4 separate regions of the Mus musculus genome follow, and regions 1, 2 and 3 are each linked to region 4. The links are chromatin contacts, called in public HiChIP or PLAC-seq and promoter capture Hi-C maps. All regions are on one chromosome and are shown on one strand. Each heading gives the region's core, a stretch centred on a gene start, on an enhancer-like site or on the middle of the called end of the contact. The rest is flanking DNA. Distances are from core to core; before and after follow the strand shown. Region 1 overlaps Flnb (filamin, beta). Region 2 overlaps Flnb (filamin, beta). Region 3 overlaps Flnb (filamin, beta). Region 4 holds the start of Pdhb (pyruvate dehydrogenase (lipoamide) beta).

Region 1 (7,407 bases), core at 2,845-5,344, 260 kb before region 4:
AGCAACATGGTAGAAAGCGTTGACTTGGGCCTTCAGCTAGAAAGAGCGGCTCGTGTGACTTAGTTTCTGATTTAAGCAAAAGTTTACTCTTTACAATATTGAAAATCTCTGTTTTTAAAGTTTTTATTGTTGTTGTTATTATTATTAATATATATTTGTGGTTGTAGGAGCTTAGTTATGGCATGTACACGTAGGTATCCATAGAAGCCAAAGGATTTTGAATCTGCTGAAATTGGAGTTACAACAGTTCTGAGCCACCCTATATGGGTGCCAGAAATTGAACCCAGGTTATCAATAGGAGCAATAAATGCTTTTACTCACTAATCCATTCCTTCAGCCCCAAAACTTTGGGATTTGACTCCTTTTTTTTGTTGTTGTTAAGATTTACTTATTTATTTCATGTATATGAGTACACTGTCTTAGTCTTCAGACACACTGGAAGAGGGAATCTGATTCTATTACAGATGGCTGTGAGCCACCATGTGGTTGCTGGGAATTGAACTCAGGACCTCTGAAAGAGCGGTCGGTGCCCTTAACCACTGAGCCATCTCTCCAGCCCTGGGGCTTGGCTCTTACTCACTTTATTTATGTATCTTGCTTTTTTCTTTGCACTGTTAATTCCGGCAGCTGAAAAAGACACACTAATACAAATTATTACTTATTAATTTGTTTAATGATCTATATCTTTAGTGTAAAACAGGGTTTCTACCCCTGACAGTGCTGACATGTCTATATAAGCTTTAGTAGTTCAAAATGACTAGTTTCTCCTCAAACCCGTGCTTGCTACTCTTATCAATAGAGTTTGGTGTTGTTTGTTTGTTTGTTTGTCTGTTTGTTTTAGTCCTTAATGTAGAGAATTTCAGCTAGAAATAAAGACAAAGCTCCCACTTCTGGAGCACCTACATTGATGCAGATAAACTTGGTGCTGATTAGAAGCAAGGGAATGGGGAGAAAGGACAGAATGGAGTTGTCAGGCCCCCCTTTGTGCCTTGCCACGGGGCAGTGCTGTCTCAGAGTTGAGCACCAAGTATGAGCAGAAGGTTGTCTCCGGGGAGGTGTCTGTGTCTCCCACCAGGCAGGTAGTTCTGCTGGCTTCTCTGTGCTTCTGTTGTGGGAAGCACTACTACCCTGGCTTTTCAGAAAGGGCTGAATCCCACGAGCTTTGGAATTCCCCTGCAAAAGGACCTGTCAGTTAGCACTAAACAAATGATTGTAACAACAAGAACCTTCCAGAGCTGAGTATCCGTTTCCAGAACAGTCCCGTGTAGAGGCTCCTCTGAGTGTCAGGTTATCCAGCCTGGACAACTCCTGAGGGCCGAAGCATCTGTGACCTGCCAGCATCCTGTCTGCTTTTCTGGGGACTGCGATGATTAAGGTTCAGGTTTTTCTGGCCTGATGCAAACCTTTGGTGGGTTTTTGGATTTTTTTCCGTTCAGATAGAACCTCAGACTTGGAATCTTCCTGCCTCAGCCTCCTACATGCTGGGTGGTGGTATTATTTCAGACAGAATATCCCATCTTACTTCTATTAACTTAGTGGTTTCCTGCGATGACCCAGCTGCAGTCTTGGTGGTAGACCAGTTGATTAGTTGGGATTCATGAAGGGTTGTGATCAGCTGGTGATGTTTACCTGGAACATCGAGCAGCATGTTGGCAGATAATGGGATCTGGACTTGTTAGGCCATTGCTTTCTGCTTCAAGGCTGCTCTCGGGCTGAGTTTAGACAATTTCCAGGTCCAGTAATTGGCCACAGACATAGTCTGTAGTTACTTGTTGACATTGGAACTCTCCATTATCACCCCCAAATAAATCACTCTCTTGTTCCCCTAAGTCCCAGCATGGAAGGTGGTGCTCATCTTTGCCAGGGTCTCAGTTCTTCGTGCAAGTGTGTTATAACCCCTGATTCTGCTAAGTGGAAGCTTTCTTAGATACACAGCAGAGATATTTATCTCCATGGCAGGAGTCTGGCAGTCGCCATACCTTGTGAAATGTGCAGGCTGTGTCCTTCCTGCCTGGGGCAAATGATGCTCTGAGTTCTTTGGTAAAGGTCTTGGTAGCCTGAGGCTACTGGAGACACAGGCAAGCCTGCCGTGTGAGAAGTCCTGTTGGCAATCCTGGTTCTGCCCTTGTTTCTTCTTAATGTTTCACTTACAAATCTTGGTTTCCCTGGATTCACCATGTCTTGTCAGTCTTTATACTTGACATCATTAAAAAGCGAGAGGCCCTGAGGTTTCCCCCACAGTCATACCACAACGTATAGTTAGAGGAGTGTGGAACCCAGCCGCCATGTGTGCTCAGAATGTGCTGGCTTCCACAGGAGGGAGGGGCAAGGCTAGGATGACCCACCCACTCTTTTTTCCTCTTCTGTGTATACTCCCACCAAGCTGCTCGCTTCCATTCTTCCAAGAGCCTTTCTTCTCCTCCTTCTCTATGCCTTTGCATGAGTGGACCCCTCTGCCCTACTCTTCTTTCCGATGTTTCAGGCTTTGTCTCCTCCCAGAGCTGAATATCAGTTTTTCTGTGAACTCCACAACTCCCCGTAGCCAGAGGCATTGCTTGTCTCAGTGTCGTGCTTCTTGGTCAGGACTAGCTCCTGAGAACTGAAGCATCCAGCGTCCTGTTTGCTTTCCTGGGAATTCCCCTTGAGTGGAAGCTGCTTCCTCTTACATCATTCCTTGGGTCTTAATGGACATCTTTCTCTGGTCTCCTGCAGACCACTTTCATTGTCTCCTGTGTGTTCTGCCTTGTATACCTTCCAGTGGATGCCACACGGAATGTTAGAAGAATGTGCTCGTTGCCAGATCTTTGGCTTCCTATAAGGTTTACTGAGGCCACAGATGCTATGTTGGCATGTGGTTAGTGCTGGATGGCAGATGTGGGAATAACAGTGGGCACATTGCTGCTTCCACAGTGAATTGACTGAGACTCATACGGTCAGGGTCCAGGTAGAGCAGCAGTGTGATTCTGGGTCTGTGCGGGTGCTCTCTCTATTGCTTCATGCTCAGAATCCCGTGACTCTTCCAGGCAGCCCCTTCAGAGTTCCTTCAAAAGATGTTGTGGATCCCAGCAAGGTCAAGATTGCTGGCCCCGGTCTGAGCTCCTGTGTCCGAGCATGCATCCCGCAGTCCTTCACAGTGGACAGCAGCAAGGCTGGCCTAGCTCCCCTGGAAGTGAGGGTCCTGGGCCCAAGAGGTGAGTCTGCATCCTGTCTGCCACCCACATTCACCCACCATGGCCCAGAGCCAGTTCTTTCTTATGAGATTGTTTATGAGCTTATAGTTAAATACTCTCAGTTAATTTACTGTTCCCCAGTCTAGCTAGCCAGCAAGTTGGTGTATTATATTTCCATAAGTCCATTTCTCCTGTTAATAACATGGCCCTAAGTTTCTTTTTATAGTTTTACTTACTTATTTCATGGTGCTGAAGACCAAACCCTGATCTTACCCATGTCAGGCAGGTGTCCTCTCAGCTAGCTTACATCCCAGGCTTTGTTTTGGTTTTCCCAAATGTGGTCTAAGTAACCCAGACAGGCTTTGAACTGGCAGCCCTCCTACCTCTGCTTCCTGAGGACTAGAACATCAAGCATGTGCCTGAAAATGTCCCTTTCTCAAGGAGCCTGCTGAAGGGAGGGCTCTGTGGGCTTTAGCATGCACTGTCCACCCAGCTGCAACACTACATGCTTAGCATGTGGGAGGTGCCTAGGCTTGGTCTGGATGTGAGCAGGAGCTAGGGTTTGAAGGTGATCCCTCTGAGATGCTCAGTATTGCTGTGGAACGTACCAGAATCTTGGTCAGGGTTATAGCTTTGTCATTGTCTCAACTCCCTGAAGAGAGGGTCTCTGGGGGAATGAGTTTTGTTGGCAGTTGGCCTGTACTGCTGACAACCTGGAATTAAGGTTTCAGGTGACTAGCAGGCCATTTGGGGACAAACCTGAACTTCGGAAACCTGTTGCCGTATTTCTTCCGTATTTAACACGTACCTCTCTTTCCATATAAAATAGTGTGCCTGATTTCTTAAGTAGTCTAGGCCTCTCTCCTCCTGCCCCCAACTTCCCCTGTGATGTGTTTGTGGCTTGCAGAAGTAGTGAGCCGGGGCTTCCTCCTTTGAAGAGCAACCTCTCCTTAGTGGAGTTCAGCAGGAGGTTCCGCCTTTGAAGCTCAGGGAAAGAGTGGTCTGAGAGAATGAGGTCATGGGGCAGACTTACCCTTAGCGAAGTTTCTGAATATAGTGTGTGTGTGTGTGTGTGTGTGTGTGTGTGTGTGTGTGTGTCTGCTGTGTCTGTATGACAGGGGGGTTACTTTCACAGCAGCCTCTAACGTGGACTTCCCAAGTAAATGACCTTGTAACTTAAACTGATGCAGTGGATGTCTGTGTGTGTGTGTCTGTGTCTCTGTGTGTGTGTGTGTGTGTGTGTGTGTGTGGGTTTGGGGGGGGGGGGGTTACTTACACAGCAGCCTCTAGTGTGGAGGACTTCTCAAGTAAACAGCCTTGTAACTTAAGCTGATGTAGTGGATTCCCTGTCATAGCACAGCCCCTTGAAAGCCTTTTGAGTTTTTAAAGCTGACCCAGAGGTTGCCTTTATAGAGACAGGTTTGAGGTTTGTGCTCTCCCATTAGCGGCTGCTTTCAACTATGTAGCCTGACTGCCTCTAGCCTAGCCCCACCTCTAACTGCCTTGTCCTCACTTCACCTGATCTGTTTAATGAGCATGCCCTGCTGATTAACCTCCTGTGCCATCGACCCCTCCTTGACCTCAGGCTCAGGTCTAGAATCTATCAATCTAGTGCAGGCCTTAATCAGGCTTTAACATTCTCTCGAATCATCACCCATCGCATCTCATTGATGGCCCTCTTGTTCCTTGAGATTGGCACCCTTACTTGCTCTGTACCCCAGCATGTTGGCCCCACTGTGTTCTTGCTGAAAGATGGGCCCAGGTCTTGACTGGCCAGCCCACAGGTTACTTTTTGCTGTTGAGGTTTCTAGACACTCGGGCACTTTCTCAGCTATAGACTAAAACTGACACATCCAAGCATGTTTAACTTGAAAGGATATGTAGTATGTCTGCAAAGACCTCCAGCAGTAAGCATGGGCAGTCCCCTTACTTGTACTGGAGGGAGCTATAGCAAGCTGAGTGTACTTCAGCTCACAAAACGCTAGAGGTATCTCTTGGGGTCAATCCCGTTACTGTGACTTATGTCCTGTGACTAGGCCTACTTGCTTTTGTGTTACTCTTCAGTTCATGGGAATGGACGTGATTCTCTTTTATGTGTAGCTGGGGTGCTGTGAGCAGGAGGCCAGGTTGTCAGTCAGACCTCTCATTCCTGTCCTTAGGCCTCGTGGAGCCGGTGAATGTGGTAGATAATGGGGACGGCACCCACACAGTGACCTACACGCCATCTCAGGAGGGGCCCTACATTGTTTCCGTCAAATATGCTGATGAAGAGATCCCCCGAAGGTGAGCATGGCAGCCTTCAGGCCTGGGTACAATTCAGCCGTAGACCTGTCCACCCACAGGATTGATCACACTGTCCTAGTGCCACCCCATTCCCCAGCCACTCACCCACTGTCCATTAGCACATTGAACAGAGCATTGTGGTGGCATCCAGTAGGCACCGTGGCTTCTGTTCTAGGGTCAACCCGTTCTTCTGTCTTCCGTTCCAAGGGAAGCTAGGATTGCCTATTGTCTAATGGCTTGTACTTGGTGGCTCTGTATTTCCAATGGATCTGGTCCTCTTATTAAATTCTCTTACCGCTTGTAAAAATCCTCCTTTCGCCAGGCGTGGTGGCACACACCTTTAATCCCAGCACTCGGGAGGCATAAGCAGGCGGGTTTCTGAGCTCGAGACCAGCCTGGTCTACAGAGTGAGTTCCAGGACAGCCAGGGCTACACAGAGAAACCCTGTCTCCAAAAAAAAAAAAAAATCCTCCTTTCAGCCTTAGTTCTTTGTGTAAGAGAGAACAGATGGGGCAGGGCTGACCTGTATCCTTACTGACCAGTCTTCTATGTGTCTATCAAGTCCCTTTAAGGTCAAGGTTCTTCCCACATACGATGCAAGCAAAGTGACAGCCTCTGGGCCTGGCCTCAGCGCCTATGGGGTACCCGCCAGCCTACCTGTGGAGTTCGCCATTGATGCCAGAGATGCTGGCGAAGGCCTGCTTGCTGTCCAGATCACGGTAACTGTGTGGTTGTTTTGTTGTATATATAGAAGAGGTGGGGGGGGGGGGGGCTGGTGAGATGGCTCAGCGGTTAGGAGCACCGACTGCTCTTCCAAAGGTCCTGAGTTCAAATCCCAGCAACCACATGGTGGCTCACAACCATCCGTAACAAGATCTGATGCCCTCTTCTGGTGTCTGAAAACAGCTACAGTGTACTTATATACAATAAATAAATAAATTTTAAAAAAAAAAAGAGTTTAAGAGGTGGGGCCAAACCTTATTAGGAATACTTAATATTCTGGAAAGGGATAAAAACAGGAGTTTAGTGACTGTTTTCTACCCCAGTGCACATATTTTGGGGACTTCTTTGGGTCAGAATCTCCACTGGAGAACATTTAAGCTTCTGCAGTGACCATGGGTCGAGCACCAGTTGTTCTGTGTTACTACATCTCTTCTTACACCGATTTTAAATGTTTTAATTGCCTATTGGGTTAGTGAGGGCTAAAATTTTACATACCACAGAGCCACCAACATGGGATTGTCCTTCCTTGGGAAGGAAGCCAGAGGTAGGCCACCTAGGTGCTCTATGGCTCACAAGGAAGCCAGCATCTCTGACCTAGTGTGTGGCTCTGTCCTTAATGTCTCCTCATGGACCATGAGCCTGCAGAGCTCTGCTCATCAGGAATAGAAGGTGAACCAGAAGGAAGGAAGACAGGGAGGAAAATGGCTCTCGTAGATGGACGATCCATCTCAAGCAGTCACATGGTTGAACCTGGTGGCAGAGCTGCTAGCATGTGGAGTCTCGTATTCAGTGGTGTGCTTAGCTAAGGAGTCTTTTGTTGGTAACAGGACAGGAAGGGAAAAGAGAGGTGGAAAGCTTTTGCCATGTCTTTGTATTTCAGTGTATGTGATACTCAGTACTCTTTGTCATGGGTTTAGTCTGTGACCCTCTTCTTTCCCTACCCAAAACCAACAGAACAGGGTCACAGCCTGCCACCCTTCGTCTGCTCCCACATACAGAGGTGCCAAGTAAAGAACATGGCTTGCTGTGACTGGTTTCTATATGTTGATAGCAGCATCCCAAATATCATTGCTCTGTGATTCACAGGACCAGGAGGGAAAGCCTCAAAGAGCTACTGTCCACGACAACAAAGATGGCACATATGCCGTTACCTATATCCCTGATAAGACCGGACGCTATATGATTGGAGTCACCTATGGTGGAGACAACATTCCACTTTCTCCTTACCGTA
Region 2 (7,161 bases), core at 289-2,788, 280 kb before region 4:
GTGTTCAGTTTCTCTGTTTTCTTAAAACCAAAAGGAGTTGGGGGTGGGGTGCTAAGCTTAATTTGCACTCTTTTCTGTGAGTGGCTAAAAGCAGGACCCTAGCATTCACTAAGCTTTTGATTGAAAAGTTAGGCAACTTCTAGATGTACTTCACTTGGACCTCTTAGCATAACTCTGGTCTCTGCCCTTAAACTTTTATAGCAAGAGCTTTTTGAAGCATCAGCTGTGTGTTAATGTAGTCCTGTGAGGAGTACTCTGAAACAAGGCATTTTGAAATTCTAATGATCAAAATGAACTATATGAAAATTAGGAAGCTCAGGAGAACAGTCTGTGCCTCAAGTTAATGATCTTAAGTTGGCACGACCTAATTAATTTAATCTACTTTCATTCTCACAGCCTGGTAATTCTTTGTGAACAATTAGTCACTCTCGTGAATACTTCCTTGAAGCTCTCACTCCCCAGGCCAGCGCTACTCCTAGAGGGTATTTCCTACCTCCTAACCCTATATATTGTTGGGTTTTACTTTATTCTGAGTAGTACTTTTTTTTTATCCTTTGTCCCCAAACATCTGGTGTCAAGACATGAGGGTGTTTGTGCTCTCAGGGTTCCAGATCTGCCCCAGTGTGTGCAGGCTTTGCCTACAGTCATGGAAGTTGCTCAGCGCTTTCAAGAGGGTGTTGGGGCAAACTCTGTCCTTCGGGTTTGGGCAGAAGGTTACACTCTGACAGTGCTCTAGGAACCATCCTTCTTTTTTTTTTTTTAATCACTGAAACACTAATCACTGTGGTTTCAATAGCCAAGCTGTGGGAATGACGTCTATGCCTGGCTGTGAGTAAGATTTTTTTTTTCCCATTTTTTATTAGGTATTTAGCTCATTTACATTTCCAATGCTATACCAAAAGTCCCCCATACCCACCCACCCCCACTCCCCTACCCACCCACTCCCCCTTTTTGGCTCTGGCGTTCCCCTGTACTGGGGCATATAAAGTTTGCGTGTCCAATGGGCCTCTCTTTCCAGTGATGGCCGACTAGGCCATCTTTTGATACATATGCAGCTAGAGTCAAGAGCTCCGGGGTACTGGTTAGTTCATAATGTTGTTCCACCTATAGGGTTGCAGATCCCTTTAGCTCCTTGGGTACTTTCTCTAGCTCCTCCATTGGGAGCCCTGTGATCCATCCAATAGCTGACTGTGAGCATCCACTTCTATGTTTGCTAGGCCCCGGCATAGTCTCACAAGAGACAGCTACATCTGGGTCCTTTCCATAAAATCTTGCTAGTGTACCATCCTTCTGAAATGTGTCTTTGCTTCAGGAAATCCCCGCCAGCCCTTTCAGAGTCAAAGTTGACCCTTCCCATGACGCCAGCAAGGTGAAGGCAGAAGGCCCCGGGTTGAGTAAAGCAGGTAAGATGGCGGTGGGTAAGATGGCGGTGGGTAAGGCTTCCATAACCTTTGCAGCGTGGGTTCTGTCTAGACCTAGAGGGGCTTATCTTCATCTGATGTGGCAGCAACAGTGTTTGGCTGCTGCTGCTGTCAAACCTGTCAGACTGGTTCTAAAAGTGAAACCTCTCTAACCAACCCTGTCTCCCTGTTTCATGTGTCCTTTCAGGCGTGGAAAATGGGAAGCCAACCCACTTCACTGTTCACACCAAGGGAGCCGGAAAAGCTCCGCTCAACGTGCAGTTCAGCAGCCCCCTTCCTGGGGAGGCAGTGAAGGACTTGGATATCATTGATAATTATGACTACTCACATACTGTTAAATACACCCCAACCCAGCAGGTAGGGTCCTTCCTGCCTCTTGCTTTTCTGCGCAGGCACTTCCCACGCAGTGCTGTGTGTGTGGAGGTACCTCAGGGTGCTCTCCCCTCTCTGGGTGAGAGCCTGAGGGTGCTGTGGGATTCCCAGAGAAGTAGCAAGGCAGCCCCCTCCCCCACCTCAATTTGGGATTTTTATCAGAGAAATACTAACTTCTTATATACAAAACTACCAGGTCTACTTTCTTATGCAGTCTCCCTCCTCCATCCCTCTGACTCCCAATCTTTTATTAATTATAGAAAGCTCCCACCTGCAGTTTCCTTTGCAGGCAGTTGCACATAGTTTACCTTTTTTATGAGGTGTTTTAGTGGGATCTTTTCTCAAAGAGCCCATTCAGCTTTTAGTCCCTAGGGCCCAGAGCCTGCGGTTAAGGCTGCAAATGGCTCCCTTTAACAAAATGCAGGAATTCTGAAGAATTTTGCTGTCTAGGCAGATTTGTTATTTTATGCAATAAAGGTCTAAAAACTACCTTTTCTGTACAAGTTTATATCTGTTTCCTTAATTTTTAAATTCATCCTTCTCATAGCAAAATGGTATGCTATACACTTGATGGCGCCGCGTAGGCATTGCCTCTGTCTAGCTTCCCCATGCTCTTATCTTGCAAAACTGAAATTCTGAACCTGAACAAGTCTTTAAAATTGTGTTTTTCTTCATGTTCACACCTCCAGAGTTAGCATGGCAGATACCCTGGCAGGAGAGTCTGGATCTTTATTCATGCCTCGTGTTAGAAATGCTCAGTCTAAGCTTCTGAGATGCTTTCAAACTGGAGGGAGGGACCCTCCTTTGTAAACAAGCTAACTGTCGGACAAAGAGGTAGCTGTCTGCAGAAACACTGCTCAGTCCACATGGCCTGGGCCCTCAGCAAGGGGCTGGTGGGAGTCAAGCGGGGAAGAGCAGGGGTGCAGTAAGGATGGGGGTGCAGGGTGTGTGTAGCTAGCCTTCTTGCTTTAGAGGTGTTGTATCCTTGGAGTTAATGTCATAGGAATACGGAGTACCTCTGACAGTGGGAGGCATTCTCTAGGGGAAGACCTGAGGACCACATCATGGAAGTGCTGCCTCTTACCTCTAGACATTCTTCCTGTCCGCTTATGAAGTCCCACTGAAAGGTTCCTTACATTTGTAGATCGCCTGTCCTTGTGCCTGGTCAGAAGATACAGTGATTAACAGGCAGTTCTTTCTCACTGATGGTTCTGAGCACTGGTGGGACCTTAAGCTGGTGGGACCTTAGGCTGGTGGGACCTTAGGCTGGTGGGACCTTAAGCTGGTGGGACCTTAGGCTGGTGGGACCTTAAGCTGGTGGGACCTTAGGCTGGTGGGACCTTAAGCTGGTGGGACCTTAGGCTGGTAGGACCTTAGGCTGGTGGGACCTTAGGCTGGTGGGACCTTAGGCTGGGTGCCTGACAAGCTCTTTGCTGCAGGTTTCTCTGCATTCCTTGGAAGAACATACCAGAAAGCCATCATAAAGATCACAAAGCCGTAGGTGCTTTTCTAAACCTTTTATGACTTAGCTTTGACGTCTACTATCCACATACCACATTTTCTTGTCTTTTGGATGAGTTAGTAAGTTGCAGATACCAGGATGGAATCTTAGTTTGACTTGAACCCATTAAAAAAAGTGAAGCTGCCAATCAGGATGCATTTCAAGAGGCCCAGTCCAGCTTCGTTGCATTTGGAGTGGTTCGAGATTAAGAGACACTTTACTTTAGAATGACCCTGAGGGCAAGTTCATCCTGTTCTCTAGAAACAGCAGCAGTCGAAGGCTGTTGACATGCTAAGAGGCCTCTTGGGGCTATGATATGTCCAGTAATTCTGGTAGAGTCTTGATATTCATGGTGCCTTCTATACACCATGCATGGATCTGCCTCGGAGGCCATTAAGAGCAAGCCTTATATTCTCATCATTCCATTTCCCGGTGGCAAAGAAATCAGGTGACGTGTCTCCTCCAGAACTATGGCTACCCACAGTTATTTTTATAGAGCCAAAGCCCTATATAGTTATTTTTTTATTGCTGTGAAGAGACATCATCACCAAGGCAACTTATAGACAAAGTCATTTAATTGGGGGCTTGCTTACAGTTTCAGAGGGTTAATCCATTACCATCATGATTCAGAACATGGCTCAGGCAGGGAAGCAGGCATGGCACTAGAATAGAAGCTGAGAGCTTGCACGCTGAACCAGAGGCAGCAGGCAGAGAGAGGGTGAGGCTAACCTGGCGTGGACTTGTGAAACCTCTAAGGCAACCCACAAGGACAAACTTCCTCCAACAAGGCTACACACACCTCCTAATCCTTCCTTAGAAATGAACCTATGAAGGCTATTCTCATTCAAACCACCACAAGGTAGGGTAGCGCTTGTCCTGCACCAGAGCTTGGGGCTCTGAGTGCTCCCTGTAGACGGGCAGCTGATTGAGGGAGTGGTAGGATGCGTCTCTTCACAAGTTTGGCTGGCTGAGGAGCATTGTAACCTGGTAGAAGAGTTGGGATGCACAGCTTGTGTCTCATTCACAGGAGGAGCCCAAAGCCCCAGATTAGGTGAAGGAAAGCGTATCCGGCAGCCATGCTGTGGGGTGTGGTTCATAGTCCTGAGCCCATCAGAGGGCTGTCCCCTGTGCGGAGAAGGGCACATGTTCTGGAAACGAATGCCCATGAACATGCCTTCTTGTGATGAATTTCTGGGACTGCCAGACTAGACGTTTCCAGAAAGGCAACTATTTGTTGTTTGTGTGTGTGTGTGTGTGTGGAGAGGCATGGGTTCATCTAGCCCTAGATTTTTATATGTCCTTCTCAGAATGTAGACCATGTTTTTGAAGAGCTAAAGCCCCCGAGGAACCCAAGTATTGACTGCTGACTTCTGTTCCCTGCTAGTGCTTGAATGGCAGTTTGCACATACTTACCTACAGTGGACAAATGATATGAATGGTTAGAAATGTCTATAATGATACAGTGTTCAGAGCTGGTTTTGCCTCCAAGAAGTAGGCATGATAGGTGGGCTTCAGGATTCTCCCAGAGATTAGAAAAAGGTTGACTTTCTCAGAGAGCCTGGGCTTTGCCCAAGGACATTGCTTGTCTGCAGTCTCCTAGTCTCAAGTGGCCTAGGTTTCTCACCCCAGACCAACTGCTGTGCTATGTCACTAGGTTTAAGCGGTCACATGTACTACCAATGACCTCTGGGAACCCTGTGATCTCACAAGCCTCACAGGATAGTATTCCCTGTGTTGAAATGTCCTCAACAAAGTGGTGGTGTCTCACAGGATTCTAGAGGAGTTACCCAACCCAGTGGGGATGGTGTCTCTCAGAAGTCTCCAAAGCGGAGAGGCCTGCAGAAGGCTCTCTTGCTTGATCTTCTAGGCTGTCAGGTCTGTGTGTTTGTCTTCTTTTGAATAAAGGCTGGGTCTCAGAAGCATGAAGGGAGAAATAGAAAGCTGTTTTGCAGGCAGTTTCATCTTGGTGGAACACACAGTTGCTCACTGCCTTAGACAGTCCTGTGGGAGAAAAGTTTGTTCTTAGCTTAGCCTCAGAAGAAACAGGAAAGGCTTAGGGCTTGGAGCTGTAAGTCTCCACGGCTGCACACACCCACTCCCACTCCTTAAGGTTGTGTAAGGCAGAGTTCATTTCCTAGCTGAGTTTTGTGTTGCTTCTGAGAGTGGAAACGAAGCATACTTTCTTTTATGAGCTGGGCGGGCTTATCTGGAAAGGGACTTTTTTCATTTGCTCTAGCACTTCAGGGAAATGGCCAGAAAAATCTATCAGGGAGGGGAAGGCTTTCTTACCAAGATGCCTGGTTAGCCCTGAAGTTGGTCTCAGGGTTAGCCTAGCACCCAAGGAGTTAAGCGGCTCGTGGGGAAGTGGAGGCTCAGGAGAGCTGGGGGTGTTGGGGATAGTGCAGCGGCAGAAGTTAGCACTAGGGGAGACCTTTCCTGTTCCTTGGCTGGCTCCCAGCTCTGTAGAATTTGACCTATGCACAGTTCAGCATGAAATGTTAGACCCTTAAGGTGGGCCGTTGATTTTGTGCATCATATAAAACTCCTCAAGGACCGGCTCCTCCTCCTCCGTTGATGCAGCCATCCCTCCTCCCCTTGGCTCTCGTTCCCTTCTTTATTTACAAAAGGAATGTGAGAAAATATACATCAGGCCAAAAGCTACACCCTTTTAACACTCGATCGGTGACAGCTTTTAGCAGGGCCTGTGTGCCAGAGAGCCTGCTGGATTGTCTGGGGACTCCTCTCACTCTCCCACACACTTTGTTATTCCTGGACATCGAGGCGAGGACAACACGGATCTGCTGAGATTGCAGTAGGCTTTCGTGGAGCCTTGCTGTGGAGGGGGGTTATGCAGCTGAATGTAGAGAGAGGAAGTCGGTTGTGAGCTGGCTCAGGACCTGTGGACAAAGAACAACAGCTGCAGGGTTGTGCAGCCATCAGGGCTTCCAGCAAGGGCCCTGCCAGGCTTCCAGCACTGCTTTTATTCCTTCAGTGGAATTAGAAGTTATGTCTATGTGCTGATCTAAGAGCGCTCCTGTGAACACCTCCCTTGTGTTGCCCAGTGTCCCGAAACTGAATGCCAAGGCATTGAAGAACTGGTTCTGTTGGTTATAGCCCAGTGGCTGTACCCATCCATGGCTGGGGTTGGCTGTGGCATGTGGTGATGTGCAGTGGCAGAGCAGAAAAGATAAAGGTTTGGGTGCCAAGGGTATGAATCCAGTGTGTTGGGGGCATGTTCCATTGCCCCTCTGAACCAAGTCTTCTTGAAAAATGGGGGAGGCAGCAGTAAGAACTACTTCTTGGATCTATTTTGTGATTTTTTTTTTTTTTTTGATTTGTCGAAGTACACAAAGTTCATAGTACAAGCCTGGTGTTAGTCCCCAGCCTGTTGTCCCTGTCTACGTTTATCTGATTTTTCTATTGTTCTTGCCATGTATTTCAAAAGCTTAGAGAGTATGTTTAAGATGTTTCCTGAAGCCAGTAAGAGGCATACGAGATACAGCTCTGTTGGTAGAACGCTTGCCTGGCATATGTGAAGTCATGGGTTTGCTCCCCCGTGTTGCATTAACTCGGTGTCACAGTACACACACCTATAATCCTGGGAGACTGGAGAATTGAAAGGTAGAGGTTCTCCTCTGCTGCACAGCAAGGTTGAAGGCTCCCTGAAAGATATGAGACCCGAGAAAAGCTAATTAGAATTAGGTTAATGAACTTGAGTTCGCCATGTCCCTGGGGGGAATGAAGGTTCTTGGGGGGCATTAAGAATATTTATTTCTACCCAGAGGCATGCTCCTTTTTCTCTCTCATTCCAGGGCAACATGCAGGTTCTAGTGACTTATGGTGGCGATCCCATTCCTAAAAGTCCTT
Region 3 (6,993 bases), core at 4,286-6,785, 320 kb before region 4:
CAAGAGCCTTTACCCACCAAGTTGTCCCGACAACCTAGTTCTTGTATCTTTTCTTGAGACCAGATCTCCTGTAACCCAGACTGGCTTGGAACTCCTGTGTATAGTCCCATGGAGCCTTGAAACCCTATCCTCCAGTTTAACTAAAGGGTTGGGTTACAGATGTACCCACTATACTCAACTCCAGTTTGAGTGTTTCAGATGGATCTTAATCCTTTCTTATGTGAAACCTATAATTTTAATTATATAGTACATATCATTTGCCAGTTTCCTCAGCCACCCATACTACTGATTTATCACAGTTTACTCACCAAGTAAGTTCTTGCCCATATCATTATAGATTTTGTGTATTAGGCTTTCGTTTATTGAGCTAAATTAAGAATTCCTTTTTTTAAAAAAAGAAGTAAATTTCAAATCCATTGCATGCAAATGATTGTATCCTTTATATCCTTCAGCCAGGGGGTAGTAAATATAAAACATTCACAATAAAGCCCTTTGGCAACAGGGTTTGTTATTCTGCAAATAATCTTAATTGTCAACATTCATTCCCAGAATGTCACCTCAGCTTCTGCTCTGTGTCCTGACATTCCAGACCAGGGTGAGCTTCCTTGCCGACAGGATTGTTCCTTCTGGGTTTCCATGGAGGGCCAAGATGTTACTCTGACCATCAGTGCAGTGCCTGGTGGTTGTGGATCTTCTTTGCAAAATCATACTGATTTCTTGGCAACATCATAGCTTTGTTTTATGAGTCAGGATGGAGTAAGGATACTTGGAGGAGTGAGGAGAGTACAGAATCCTGGATTTTTGTGTCATCCTCGCTTCTCCCTCAGTGCCTCTAAATAAGGTCTCTATGAGGCTCTGGCTGATCCACAACTGTGTGGGCGCCACAGTCATGCCTTTGCCTCCCAAGTAATGACATTACACGTATAAGCTACCATGCTTGTCCCCTAATTTTCTTTCTAAAGGCAAGTGTGTGTGTGTGTGTGTGTGTGTGTGTGTGTGTGTGTGTGTTCCAACGTGTGTAAATGTGTGGTATACGTTTACTTCTTTTTGATCTACTGGAAGTCAGACTCAGGACCTCAAGCACACTAGACAGATACTCTACTTTCTCAGCTTTGGCCATCTGTCCCTCAGCCCCTCTCCCCTTCCTCCTTGCTCTTCCCCATCCCTCCTTCTTTTCCTATCATGGTTCCTGCCTCCACATTCCAAATGCACGGGTTACATAGTGCTGGGGAGTCCATCTCAAGGCTGCCCCCACACTAGACAAGCATATTACCAACAGAGTTTTGGCCCCAACCCTCTTGTGCCTCCCCTTTGTCCCTTCTTCCCCATCCCTGTCCCCCACACCCTGGCAGTTTTGGCAATCGAGTAAACCAAACAAAGGGATAAAAACTCACATGTGTTACCAGAGAAAAGTTACATTTGAATTTCAGATAAGCAATGTTGATCCTTCTAATGTAAGAGTGCCCCACATGTCGCAGCTCTTGCATGTTAGAAACTCTTGCACAGGGCATACTTATTAAATTCATATTTAACTTTACCGGACCTGTCTGTGTGTGTTTTGTTGTATTTTCAAACTCTGGCAACCCTGGGTCCTGTTGCAAGCTGCCTCTGTTTTGTCTGTTTAGAGGCTGGTATTTGCAGCTTCAGTAGGTCCTGGGGCAGGGGCTCACTGTTTAGGCATCACTTAGTGGCTTTGGGCTCTGGGGTAGGGGCCAGATTAGCAATTAGCTAAACATGACCTCATTCTGGAGGAATGTGCTCTTGCTAGGTATTAGCAAAGGTTTAAGCTCTAGGGAGCCATTGTCAGGCGCTCGCTCATCAATGATGTCATCAGCAGGAGCAGCCAGCTTCAGGCCTCAGGAGAAGCCCTGAAGCTAGGACTCCAGTTTTGGTAATAAATGGGAATGGAGTTTCACAGGTGGGGTGTGGAGGAATTTATTGGGCTATGAAGGCTGACAGAGCCTTCTGCTTTGGTGCAGCCCCAATCAGGCTTCTAGATTCTGATGAGCAACCAGAAGCTTCTAATGGGGTGATTACACGGTTGGCCAGAGGCCCTGGAAACATCGGCTCATTCTATGAACACTGCAGGAGCTGTGAAGAGGGTGTCAGGGCTGTTTTTGTAGCTCCGAGTGGGGGCCCTTAATCTGGGGAGTCAGGGAAGGTGCTTTAAGGGAGAGTCTCTGGGGCCACGCTGTTTCATTCAGCTTTGTGTGGGAGGGCTCTTTGTGTGGGAAGGGGTGGGTCCTCTAGATTTAGATGCATATAATGTCTTTTTTTTTAACCTTGGGAGAAAGTTAAACTAGAACAAGCTTAAGTCATTAACCCCACCCCACCTTTTTCCTTCTCACTCACCTGTATTTTCCTTTTAAAGCTGCTATGACTGGACACATCATTTCCATTCACAAGCCTTGCTGACCCAGCCGAAACTTAGAGTTTTGGTCTCAGTCCTTTACTTTGGATAACAAGCCATTTGGAAAACTGTACCCCTTCCCTTCTTTTATTTTTGTTTTGTGATGAGAGTCTTTGTGTAGCAGTGGCTGTCTTGAAACTATGTAGACCAGGCTAGCCTCAAACTCAGAGATGCAACTGCCTCTGCCTTCCAACACCTAGGATCACAGGGACATGCTCTGTAACACTAGCTGGTGAGTAACTCACTATATATACACCAGGTTAATTCACATATATGTTGACATGTGTGTCACAGCCACAGGATGATTTGTGGAGTCAGTTCTTTCCTTCTGTCTTTATGTGGATTCCAGGGATTGAGCTCGTGCCACCAGGCTTGAGCAGCAGGCACCCTCACGTACTGACCCATTCTATTGGCCCCCTTCCCTGGTTTTTAAACGAAAGTTTTGCCATGCCAGACTGAACTGTCGAGAGAGAGAGGATGTAATAGAAATTAAATGCTAAGTGTGATAACCACAGCCAATTAGTTTTATTTGATTGAAATTTCTCATAAAATATTACAAAATGTGATGACTATTCTTGGTTGTCAACTTGGCTACATCTGGAACTAACTAAAATTTAAGACCGGGGGCCATACCAGTAAGGGAATTTATGCTTAACTTAAATTAGGAAGGTCCCCTTCTAATCTGGATTCTGAGGAGGGAAGACACACACTTTTATCAGGCCTTAAGTGAGAAGACACCTATTTAATCTGGGCTACCCCTTCTGCCGGAAGCCTATATAAGGACATGCAAGAAGGCAGCTTTTGCTTTTTGTCTGTTTGCTCTCTCTTGCTAGCAAGTCCATTCCCTTACTGGCATATGAAACTAGTTAGTCCTTCATGATTCCAGTGACTGCTGAAGACCAGCTCAGGCATGCAAGCTTGTGGACAGAGCAAGCCAGTAAGCAGCACTCTTCCATGGCCTCTGCATCAGCTCCTGGCTCCAGCTTTCTGCCCTGCCTGAGTTCTTGTCCTGACTTACTTTGATGATGAACTGTGATGTGGAAGTGTGAGCAGGATAAACCCTTTCCTCTCCAAGCTGCTTTGGTCATGATGTTTCATATCAGTAACTCTAACTAAGACAGCGACGTAAGGAAGGAAGGAAGGAAGGATTTGATTTAGCTTACCGTTCAGGAATACAGTTCATCGTGGCAAGGAAGGTATGATGGCTGGAGCGAGGCCGAGCAGTGAATGTGAATGCTCAGCCCAGACCCTAGTCTGTGAGCTTTTGCTTGACAGTTAAAATTAACCATTACACGTCATGGTCTCTAGTTTCAAGCGTATACGTTTCTCTGGATTTCTTGAAGTGTTCATGTATGGAATTCTAGGCATTTCTATGCAGTTGATATGAGCACACTTTCACAGTGAGCTGTGTGTGCCTGTGCATCTGTGTCCTGGTTCTGAAGTTCTTATGTATGCTAGGCTCTACTGTTAGGCATCTAGGGAGGCATTAGACTGGCTTGGAGACACTGAAGATTGACCCCTCCACTCATGATTATAGTTGGACCTCACATCTTATTTCCTTGTGACTCATTAAGGGAAATTTTCTCTTGGTCAAGAGAATAGGAACTGAGTTCTTCAGACCATGGACAAAGACATGACAATCTAATAATCTACCACAAAGAATAGAGTATTGCATTCTGTTGTCCTCTCTCTTAAAGAGTAAATCCAACTGGGCTTGTCAGTCACCTAGCTAGGTGACATGCTCCTGACCTACCGTAAAGACTTGCTAAGGAGATGAAGAAATAATTATCCCTCAATGAGATAATGCGTTTCTTCACCACGGGGACTTGTCCCTTGCAGAAGTTGCTTGCAGATAGGAACACTGGCTGAAATCCTAAGCATGTGTGTATTGACGGACACTCGGGCCTTCCTACTGGCTTCTCTGAGCCTTCCCTTCTTCCCCTTTATTGCAGACCTTCTTTGTTTGACTCTAGCTCAGAAAACATGACCTTGTCTCTTGTTATCTCCCTTCTTCCAACTGGTAGGATTGATAGTTCACCTACCCTATGGTTTTATTCTCACACTCTAATAAAATGGTCTTCAAGCATCCCTGTGGGATGGCATAAGACTCTCTTCCTACAAAGAGAACTGGATTTCCTAAGTAATGTGTCTTGTCTTATTCAGTTCTTTGTTCAAGACCACAAAGAACCCCAAAATTTTATCACAGGCTACCCCAAAATTCCTTCTAGTAAAATGATACACATCCTAGCCAGTTGGGGTTTTGTTGTTGTTGTTGCTTAAAAATTTTTAAGTACTTATTTGAGCTTGGGTGTGAATGTCTGTGTGCCACAGAGATATGTGGAAGTCAGAGGACAGCATGTAAGTTCCTCCCCCACCCTCCATACACGTGAAAGCACTTCCTTCGAAGAGTTTTGTAGTTACAGAACAAAGAAAGTCATAAATCAGGATAATTTTGAAATAGGTTGATAAATACATCAGGTAGCAGATCACAGTGAGATGAGGAACTCTGTCCTGATAGGCGTCATATGCTGTATGGTGACATTGTTAGCTTTTGCGTTAGGAAGCAAATGGTCTGCTGAGGTAATAGATTCCAAAAGGTTTTTTATCTATTAGTCACAGGATGTTAGACACAGAAGTGGGCAAGGAAATGGCTATTTAGGGGGCTCAGACTAGCCCAAGATAAGATGATTAGGTCTGAATGTGTGACTTTCAGCCTCTCTCCCTCACTGAAGTTTGGTCATCCAGCCAGTCAGTCTTTGAAGATAGGGCTTCTTTCAGTAATTCTCATTAACAATTTGTTTACAGCTCAAGGCTTGCCCAGGCATTTTCCTCTAGTAAGATACCACCTCCCAGTGATCTACCACTTCCCTGGCACTGGGGAACAAAGTGTTCGGGTTCTGAGCCTTAGAGAACAGTCTCATTCAGACCCCACCAGAGGAGAGTTATTCAATGGGGTCACACTGGGAAGAGGAACAAAAACAGGACCAGGGATCCTGCACCTCACCTCACTCCATCTTCAGGCTTCTGACTGGGTTACATTTCAGTAGAGGCCCAGACATAAGCAGTCCTGGTCAGGGTGTGGCAGTCTCTCCTCCCGCCCCAGCTCCTAGCCTTGACTTAGCATTGTCTCAGCTCCAGTCTCTGCTCCCAGGTGTCAGATAAGCCCCTCCTCTTGGCCGACACCAGGCTTCAGCCTTTTCCTCTTGCCAGCATGAGATTCCTGGGGAAATTCCAATTCCTTGGGGACCTTTGTTTCAAAAGACCGATAGCCAAAGTGGAAGCACAAATAACCCCTGTAGAGTGCCTTGCCTGGACGGGTACAGGTGGAGTTTTCAATTTTCCCCCCTTTCACATGATTTGATAAGCCAGTCCTCGTCTGAGGGATTCCTCTTTGTACTGACTTCAACAATGGCCTGGATCCAGGAGACCCTCCCACTTCCTCCTTTAGGCACTGTGCAGTCTGTTGATTCTGACATCAGAAGTTCCAAAGCAAATCCAGGAAGGAGGAAGCTGCTTGGGGCTTGGATTCCAATCATTGCTTGCTGCTTAAGAATGACAGTTTGCAGGGGAGCATTGTGGAGCATACCTTTAATCACAGCCCTCAGGGGGTGGAGGCGAAAGCATAGTGACCTGACAGAGAGACACACTGACACCCCATCTCAAAAAAAAAAAAATAAATAAATAAATAAAAACAAAAAGAAAGAAAAAGAAAAGAAAAATGACAGCTTGCACCGAACAGTAAGTTGCTTCCCGAGTTGGTTATCAACAGAACCTATAAACACTAGTTGAGGGGGTGCAAAGGGGGTGTCTTTCTTTAGCAACCTTAATTAGGAAAATGGTTCAGAGAGCCTTTTTTTCTCTCTCTCTTTTATCTATAAAACTTCTAGATTCCCAGAGGCAGGGTTATACTTTCTTAATCCCAGCTACAGAACCATTGTAGATTGGAGAAAGATGCTATTCTTTGTTGCCTGGGCTCCCCTTTCGTCTCTGTTTCCTATCTCTCTTACCCTGGGCCTAACTGTTTATAAAATGCTCGTTTCCCAGATTCTGGGGGATGTTTGGAGGACCTGAAGAGTGGTTTAAAGTAGAATTCCCCAGAGTGAAGAGAATTAGCCTCCTTTGAGACAATTTTTATAGTGTTCTCCAGCTCAGTGATGGCTCAGTCGGTAAAGTACTTGATGAAAAAGCCATGAAGGTCCAATCTCAAACCCTATCACATTTAAAAAGCTGGGTGCATCTGTAATTCCAAAACTGGTATGGAAGGGTCAGGAGTGGGCAGACAGGTGACTTTCTGAGCCAGTGGTTTAGTTAAATCGGGGAACCCCAGGTTCAATAATAGACTCTGTCTCAAAAAATAAGATTGTGAGATGGAGAACAAATGAAGGAGACACATCCAATATCCTGTGCCCTCCACACTTACATGCAGCGCACACACAAACTGTTAAATGTCCCACAGACTTCAGAGTTGGTGTTAATTACCAGCAATCCTATACCTGGAGCTAAGCCAGACTGTCAACGTGAGACATGGTCAGTGGCACTGTCTTGAGGGCTTTGGGACTTAACACACGCGCACACTCCACGTA
Region 4 (7,670 bases), core at 3,652-6,151:
CCAGGACTATACAGAGAAATCCTATCTTGAAAAAACAAAAACCACCACCAACAACAAAGAATTTAAGGGCTGGAGAGATGGCTCAGAGATCCTGAGTTCAATTCCCAGCAACCACAACCACCTATAATGAGATCTGATGCCTCTTCAGGCCTGCAAACAAACATGCCGGCAGACCACTGTATAGATAATAAATAAATCTTTTGAAAAAGTAGCAGTATGTGGGGCAGTGAACTGTGCACAGAGTGCACAGATAGCCTGGTCTCCAGTCAAGCACAGGCCTAGAACCCCAGACCTGGTGGGTGGTGACTTGGTGGAGAGTTCGGCTATGCCTCCTGGGCCCCTGGCTCCCGTCACAGCTACAGCCACCCCCACAGCCCCTTGCAGAGAGGTGTGTGCCCATCAGTCAAGTAGGCAATGCCTCAAGCTCCTGGTCTGGACTCCACCCCCACAGTTACCTGGCACTAGCACGGTAGCCCATCCCACTAAAAAAGGAGCTGCTTGCGTCCTCCTCGCTCTCTTACTCTCTTACCTCTTACTCTTGCTCCCTTGCCCTTTCCTTCCTCCCTTTCTCTCCACATGGCCATGGCTGGCCTCTGCTTCTCTACTCTCTCCCTCTCTCTGCCTTTTCTATAATAAACACCTTAAAACCATGGACTGCCTCTTTTCATCAGGATCTGTAGTGCTGGAGCAATGGAGCAGGGTTCCCTCCAACAAGCCATATCCGTCTAACCTCCCGCTGGGGCTTCCCTGCACTCCAGCCACGGCCACCACCAACCCACGGTAACTTGCCAGAGCTCTCCTTCCTGCCCTTTTTCCTTCGGCCCCCAGGCCAGAGTAAATTCGAGGGTCCCCATTTGGTTCTCAGCTCTTCTGCGACACACAGGAGAGCGACATATATCCCAGAGTGGGAACCTGTCCTCCCTGGGCTCTGTGTAGGCCAGGGACCCCAGAACAGGCTCTTCTGTGGTACCTGAGAGTCAGAGCAGGATTCTGCGGCTTCCCACAGTCCAACGCCCTGCAGTTCCATGGGGTTGCACTGTAGTCAGACTCACTATGTCCCGCCTCACCCAGTGGCCCTAGCCCCGTCCCAGAGCAGCATGCAGTGGCTGGCATATGTGGAGAAGGCAGAGAACAACTTTCAGGAGCTGTCAGAGCTTGGCAGCAACTTTACCTGCTAAGCCAACTCATCAGTCTTGGATCTTAAAAGGAGCCTTTCTGATTTGTGAGGGATAGGGGGAGTGAAAGTCCACTTACCTCACATTCAATTCCCTCCTTAGACAATACAGCTGCAGCTTCTAGGCAGTGGCCCACTGGTCTTGAATGGGCAACTACAGTGATGTGGGTCCCTGAAATAAAGTGGTCACAGATTACAGGTCAATGGAACTGCTGTACCAGTGACTCTGTAGGCAGCTATGGCCTGTCTTATCAAACCTGCAGCTTATTTCAGTGAGCTGTACAATGAGGCTGTATTCAGGGTCATGAAATACAAACTACCAGAAAAGCCTAACAAGCTCACTCATTCTTACTTTTTAAGTTAAACAAGTTAGCAGTAACTTCTGACCTATGCAAACACAGGGGCTACAGTAAAAATGATTACTGCATACCAAGGTGTTCTTACCTTGCCTTTCAATTTTGGCTTTTCCAATAGGAATCAGGAAATCTTTTGACTGAGCTTCTGCAGGAAGTTCAAATGCAACTCCATACATCAGTTCATTTTCTAGCATTACCACTGCAAAACATTATAAGTTCTCAAACAACAAACTACGAGTGCATATACTACAAAACCATTCATCTTATGAATTAGAAGCCTGGTCTCTGTCTCATATAGGAACTTTAAAATGGTTTACACACAGTCTGGTCAATAGAGGTTAAGCCAAATGTGCAGGTATGCAGTAAATAACCAGCCCCTCAGAGTGAGAAGAAAAAGTACATTTTTGACTATCTTTCCTGTCTCTAAATCATTAGTACGTTATACATATGCTGTATCTAAGCCTCACTAGATGCCCCTGATGCCTTATATGCAGAGAGTTCATGTCAGCTTTCTAGTGTTCAAAAGAGATGTAGGGTTACCTGGGTTATTATCACGAATGGCCGATTTAATAAGTCCTTTTGCATCCTCGGAATTCCAGGGGCTGACCACTTTTAAACCTGGGCAGTGCCCATACCATGCAGCAAAGCATTGCGAGTGCTGAGCAGCTACACCTGCTGAGGCGCCATTGGGCCCCCTGAATACTATGGGCACAGGCTGAAGGCCAGCGGACATATAGTAAGTCTTGGCAGCTGAGTTTATAACCTGGTCAATAGCTTGCATAGAGAAATTGAAGGTCATAAATTCACAGATGGGCCGCAACCCAGCCTGTCAAATGGAAAACATCAATGTTAAAAAGACTAAGTAGAACAAGGAAGAGTGGTGAATAACCAAGCAGTCTACTCTCCCGACATACAAGCAGCATGGTTTGGGGGTATTTTTTTTTTTCTTTTTTCCTTTTTCTTTTGGTTTTTTGGAAACCGGTTTCCTTGTATAACTCTGGTCATCCTGGAACTCACTTTGTGGACCAAGCTGGACTTGAACTCAGAGATCTGCCTGACTTTTTTTTTCCGAGACAGGGTTTCTCTGTGCAGCTCTGGCTGTCCTGGAACTCACTCTGTAGACCAGGCTGGCCTCGAACTTAGGAATCTGCCTGCCTCTGCCTCCCAAGAGCTGGGATTAAAGGTGTGTGCCACCACGCCTGGCAAATGTACTTGCTGTCTTTTTTCTTTCTTTCCTTTTTTAAAAGATTTATTTATACGTAAGTACACTGTAGCTGTCCCAGAAGAGAGCGTCAGACCCCATTATGGGTGGTTGTGAGCCACCATGTGGGTGCTGGGATTTGAACTCAGGACCTTTGGAAGAGCAGTCAGTGCTTTTATCTGCTGAGCCATCTCACCAGCCCTGCCTGACTTTTGAGTGCTGGGAGTAAAGGCAAACACCACAACACACAGAGCAAACAATATTTTCAAAAGTTATTAAAGGAAACCTCCTTGGATTAGCTCCATAAATATTACATACCATAGCTGCACCAACAGCAATTCCAGCAAAGCCCATCTGTAAAGCAAACACCAGCCTAAGAAAAAGTCCATAGAAATTAAAATTGAATACTTGACCAGCCCCCCCAAAGCTTGTCCAGAGAGTGCACCTCTGAGATGGGGGTGTCGATGATCCTCTTGTCACCGTATTTCTTCCACAGGCCTCTGCTAACCTACAATTAAGATTTAACCACATCACTTCCAAGTGGTTGTCAGGGCAAATGGCTACTTTTAAATTTTACATAAAGTTTATCTATTTCAGTTACCTTGTATGCACCGTCATACTGGGCAACTTCTTCCCCAAGCAGAAAAACTTTTTCATCTCTTTCTAGTTCTTCATCCATACCTTGATTAATAGCTTCACGAACTGTCAACTGTCACAAGTATATAAACAGAAAACATGCTACAGGATTATTCAGGAGACTATGGAAACCCCCTTCCTTATACTTACCTACACTGCCCACAACATAACACATAAATTTAACACTCATGCAGGCAGCCCACATTCCAAGAATCTGAGGAGGCAAGGTGGCCAAGCCTGCTGAGTTTCATCTCCAGTTTCCTACATGGCGGAAGGAGGAAACGGATCCCCTGCACATTGACCACAATGTGCATGCTCACACACATAGAACGTAACAAGTACCACTTATGCCAACTAATCTTCACTAGGCGTCAGTGACAAGCTTACAGAACACTTCTGCTCTACTGCTTCATATGCACGGGCAAGAAAACTGAGCGATTGCTAAACCAGCTCCCAGGCAGTTTCCTACGGAGGAAGCATGCCAGGCTGTTTTACCAATACACTTGAAGTACTAAGACTTAGAGAACTAGCAAGGAAGGTCTAACTATGGATACTAACTACGACTAAGTATTAAGCGTTCACTAGTGCACAACACTTGACATCCACAATGCAGGTGCTGCTATGCTACTACAGTAATGTAGACTGATAAAATCCTTCTAGATATATATATGCCAAAAAAAGCATGTATCTGCAAGCCAATGTTCTCAGCACCGTAACAAATTCAAAAGATAGAAACAAACCACCCTTAAATGAATGTATAAATAAAACGTACAAAGGATATGATTCAACGTTCCAAAGGAACAAATTCTGATGAATGTATTCTACAATGTGGATGAACCTTTTTAAATAAGCCAGACACAAAAGAACAAAAGATTCAACTTATATGACGCTCTAAAACAAGAACTCAAAAAGAGCCAGAAAAGTACAATACAACAGCGGCCGAAAGAGTGTGAATTATTATCGTGTAAAGTTCTGGAAGTTGACAGTGTAGACCGTGAATTCATTCGATGCCACATTTGAACACATAAGATTTCAAAGCTACATTTTACCACAACTCCAGGGTGGGGATTAAAAGTCAGGAAAGCAGGTGGTTGTCTGTTCGACTGCCACCGGCCTCGAAGGGATGGTTACCAATATGAATGGCACCGGGCGAGGACAGAGGCAGCGCGAATCATCCGCAGGACGCGGCCGCTGTCAGGGTCCAAGATGCCACCTGGCCCTGGGGCAGACACGACCCCGATCTCTCAGGCCTGCTCCCGGGCCCCAGGGCTCCCTCCCGGCCTTGCCCGACGTCGGGACCGGTTACCTGCACCGCTGCGGGCGCCGAGCGGTGAAAACGCCTCTTCAGCAGCCCGGAAGCCTGGAAGGGAGAGAAAAAAGGGTTCAGAAAGGGCACAGGGCCTACAGTGGACGCGCTAGGGGCCGCTACCTACCTGCCGCAAGGGTCCCCGCACCAGACCAGCCACCACCGCCATCTTGCCCGTGTCCTCTACTAGCTGCCGAATGACAACACAGAAGCGCCGCAGAGCCCGTCTGACGCAGCCAATAGTAGGGCGTGACACCTTTACGTCCCACCTCTGTTCGGCAAAGCCAATAGAATGGTAACTGAGAGTCCCGTCTTCCTGAGGAAGCCAATAGCAAGGCGCTATTTCATAGGCCCCGCCCCCAGGCTTTGGCAGAGCGCGCCCTCTGGGCCCCGCCTCTGCATGCGTAGCCAACGGCTAGTTTCGACGCCTGCGAGCCCCGCCCACCTAGCGAGTCGCGGTCCAGCAGAGGTGACGTGAGGCTGCTGTTCCTCTCTGACCCGGTGCACTGGAGATAACTTTGCAGACCGCTTGCAGAGGCTGTCATGCACCTAACACGCCCTACACTCAGACTTGACTGCTGACTGCTCACGTGCTGGGACTGAGTCAGTGCAGCCTGATCCGACCGAGGCTGCTAGGACCGTAAAGCCACCCCTTTGCGGGCACTGAAGGACTTTGAGCAACGTGTGAATCTTGCACACACAACAGTGGAGGGTGAACCTACCATTATATGAAGGGCGCTGTAAATTGAATGTGAACAATAGCTTTCATGTAGGCACTAAGCGTCCACTGTGTGCCAAGTACTGTGATGTGTGCTTGATAAGTGCTTTTAGGTGGTTTCTGTTTGTATTATCTCCATCCAGGCGAGAAGAGGTGAGGAGGTTGTTCTGATCTTGCTGAATTTAGATGGCATACCGGGACTGGAGAAGCCTGAAACATAGCTTTAGCAGGACAAGAGACAGTTGAGAATAGATACTTAGATGTGGCCTTTATATTCTGCATTCAGTCTCATCGACTGTAAAAGGACACTGAGGTATGGGATCACCTCCTTCCAAACCTCCCTCATTGCTGCCATCAGGTGGTCACCATGTGAGATATATCAAATATGAGTCTTTCTTTTTTTTTTTTTTTTTTTTTAAGATTTATTTATTATTATATGTAAGTACACTGTAGCTGTCTTCAGATATACCAGAAGAGGGCATCAGATCTCGTTACGGATGGTTATGAGCCACCATGTGGTTGCTGGGATTTGAACTCTGGACCTTTGGAAGAGCAGTCGGGTGCTCTTACCCACTGAGCCATCTCACCAGCCCCAATATGAGTCTTTCTATCAAAAATTATATAAACTTGTGTTTGGGACAAGGACTTCAAATCCCCTCTCCTGCCTTGAAAAACTTTAATGTAAGTGGTTTTGGTTTTTGTTTTTCCTCACAAGGAAGTGTTTTTATGTGTAGTCCTGGGTGTCTTGGAACTCTCTCTGTAGACTAGGCTGGCCTTGAATTTACAGAGATCCACCTGCTACTGCCTTCTGAGTGCTGGGATTAAAGGTTTATGCTACCACCAACCAGTCCATAGTTTTTCTTCTTACCACTATTTTTCTATGGCTTAAATGTTCCAAATTCTATTTACTAGCAACTTAAATATTGCATTCACTACATTGGCTTTAGTGTTCTCATCTATTCAAACTATGAAGTTTGCTTACATCAGAGTCCCCTAACTTCAGAGTATATGTGAACAAAGACACTCTTTCATGTAACCAAAGGACATTCTGGAAATTGATGTAGACCAGGCTGGCTTTGAACTCAGAGATCTGTCTGCCTCTGCCTCCTACTAGTGCTGGGATTAAAGGAATGGACCACCACACCTAGCTTTGAGCAAAAGTTTGAATCTTTTGATTGTAAATGGAAGAAAATATCTAATAAAAAAGTTGAAAAAAAAGTTTGAATCTTCCTTAAGCATAATTTATGCAAAGGCCCACTGCTTTGTTCTTGGAATTCAACACCTGGGGCAATGGGCCTTCCTTTCACTCCTTTCCTCTTCCTCTTGCATTTCCTGATTGCTGAGTCATCTAAGGATAGCCATTGCATCAGACTGTGATTTCAGACTCGTGCCAACTCGGAAAAGAAACAATCACCGCCTGAGTTAGAATGAAGATGAAACGCACTCCCAGTCTCCCTGTGTATTCCCTCTTTCTGAGAACTCCCTCTTGATCAGGAGTAAAGTTCACCTTGTCCAGACACTTCAAATGAAGTGCTGGTCTCTTTCGTTGTGTCCCCAAACTTATTTCTGACAACTTCAAGCTTCCAGTTACCTCCAGCAATGGAGGAAACAGCCAGTGCTTGGAATCCTTCTAGTTCCAGCTGGGTCTAGTCCTTTTTGATAGGGAACAGAAAGGGACATTTTGTGTTCTATATCATAAAGACACACTTGATTGCTCTAATATAAAAGAGAATCCGCCTGTCCATATTAATAGCTTAGTACATATACACTGTATTAAGTCTCAAGCCCAGGACAAGTCTCATTTAATACCTATGACTCCTCTGAACACTTCTCACCCCACCTCCTATCCTAAACCTCTCCCTACCATTTGCTGGGCTTCCTGTCCCCAGCCTGATCCCTATATAATACAGCCATTTGGGCTACATGAGTCTCTTATTCCCAGGTCCTTTCTTGTTCTTCCTCCCCTCTCTCCTCTCACAGCCCAGTTTACTCTGCTGGCCATGTTCAGCCTGGACTCTTCCTTCTGCCTGCTTTCTCCCTATGTCTACAATAGACATCTTCTCCACACTTGAGGCATAGCCATGTTCTCCTTTTATCTCATTTTTCATTCACACACTTAGTGATTTTCTTGGTCTGCGTTAACCCCTCTCCCAAAGCAGACGTCCCTGAAGGATTACAAGGTGGAAACCAGAGGAAACGAACTTGAGCTTCATTGTTTTGTGTGTCTGAGTCCAAATATCCCCAGAGTGAAGAACATCAGCAACGAGGGAGAAGCAGAC

Evidence for each region. Promoter capture Hi-C pulls out the DNA fragments that hold promoters and counts their contacts. HiChIP or PLAC-seq counts read pairs in DNA pulled down with a chosen protein or histone mark.
Region 1: a contact with region 4 is called in a promoter capture Hi-C map of the HPC-7 cell line. The contact joins the enhancer-like site here to the promoter of Pdhb in region 4. A contact is called at or near these places in 8 of 39 promoter capture datasets (the C10 cell line, the HPC-7 cell line, cranial neural crest and 5 more), 1 of 115 datasets of contacts at active chromatin or transcription factors (bone marrow-derived macrophages) and 4 of 9 other capture datasets (adipose tissue, embryonic stem cells, liver and 1 more).
Region 2: a contact with region 4 is called in a promoter capture Hi-C map of the C10 cell line. The contact joins the enhancer-like site here to the promoter of Pdhb in region 4. A contact is called at or near these places in 5 of 39 promoter capture datasets (the 3T3-L1 cell line, the C10 cell line, cranial neural crest and 2 more), 1 of 484 Hi-C or Micro-C datasets (pre-megakaryocyte-erythroid progenitors), 4 of 115 datasets of contacts at active chromatin or transcription factors (the SCID.adh cell line, bone marrow-derived macrophages, embryonic stem cells and 1 more) and 2 of 9 other capture datasets (adipose tissue and liver).
Region 3: an H3K27ac HiChIP or PLAC-seq map of epiblast stem cells shows a contact between it and region 4. The contact joins the enhancer-like site here to the promoter of Pdhb in region 4. A contact is called at or near these places in 9 of 39 promoter capture datasets (the C10 cell line, the HPC-7 cell line, cranial neural crest and 6 more), 1 of 115 datasets of contacts at active chromatin or transcription factors (epiblast stem cells) and 2 of 9 other capture datasets (liver and pancreatic islet).

Annotation. Positions count from the first base shown.
Region 1 is chr14:7,909,932-7,917,338 of GRCm38.p6, forward strand. It overlaps Flnb (filamin, beta), which reads left to right. Exons shown (of 46, transcript NM_134080.1): 25 at 3,024-3,191; 26 at 5,330-5,453; 27 at 6,016-6,172; 28 at 7,263-7,407. Among named protein-coding and RNA genes, the nearest start is that of Gm45521, 44 kb to the right of the region's middle. Within about 2 kb of position 4,095, at least 99 of the 459 cell types and tissues checked have an H3K27ac peak or open chromatin away from gene starts, as enhancers often do. A contact at or near this core is called in the HPC-7 cell line, adipose tissue, bone marrow-derived macrophages and 2 more, where this site is marked.
Region 2 is chr14:7,894,778-7,901,938 of GRCm38.p6, forward strand. It overlaps Flnb (filamin, beta), which reads left to right. Exons shown (of 46, transcript NM_134080.1): 17 at 1,313-1,403; 18 at 1,609-1,778; 19 at 7,107-7,161. Among named protein-coding and RNA genes, the nearest start is that of Gm45521, 59 kb to the right of the region's middle. Within about 2 kb of position 1,539, at least 36 of the 459 cell types and tissues checked have an H3K27ac peak or open chromatin away from gene starts, as enhancers often do.
Region 3 is chr14:7,846,101-7,853,093 of GRCm38.p6, forward strand. The region is part of intron 1 of Flnb (filamin, beta); the gene reads left to right. Among named protein-coding and RNA genes, the nearest start is that of Flnb, 32 kb to the left of the region's middle. Within about 2 kb of position 5,536, at least 124 of the 459 cell types and tissues checked have an H3K27ac peak or open chromatin away from gene starts, as enhancers often do. A contact at or near this core is called in the HPC-7 cell line, epiblast stem cells, hematopoietic stem and progenitor cells and 1 more, where this site is marked.
Region 4 is chr14:8,168,091-8,175,760 of GRCm38.p6, forward strand. Pdhb (pyruvate dehydrogenase (lipoamide) beta) reads right to left here and starts at 4,902. Exons shown (of 10, transcript NM_024221.3): 1 at 4,801-4,902; 2 at 4,674-4,727; 3 at 3,333-3,440; 4 at 3,177-3,239; 5 at 3,050-3,085; 6 at 2,071-2,356; 7 at 1,619-1,729; 8 at 1,255-1,346. The coding sequence starts at 4,842.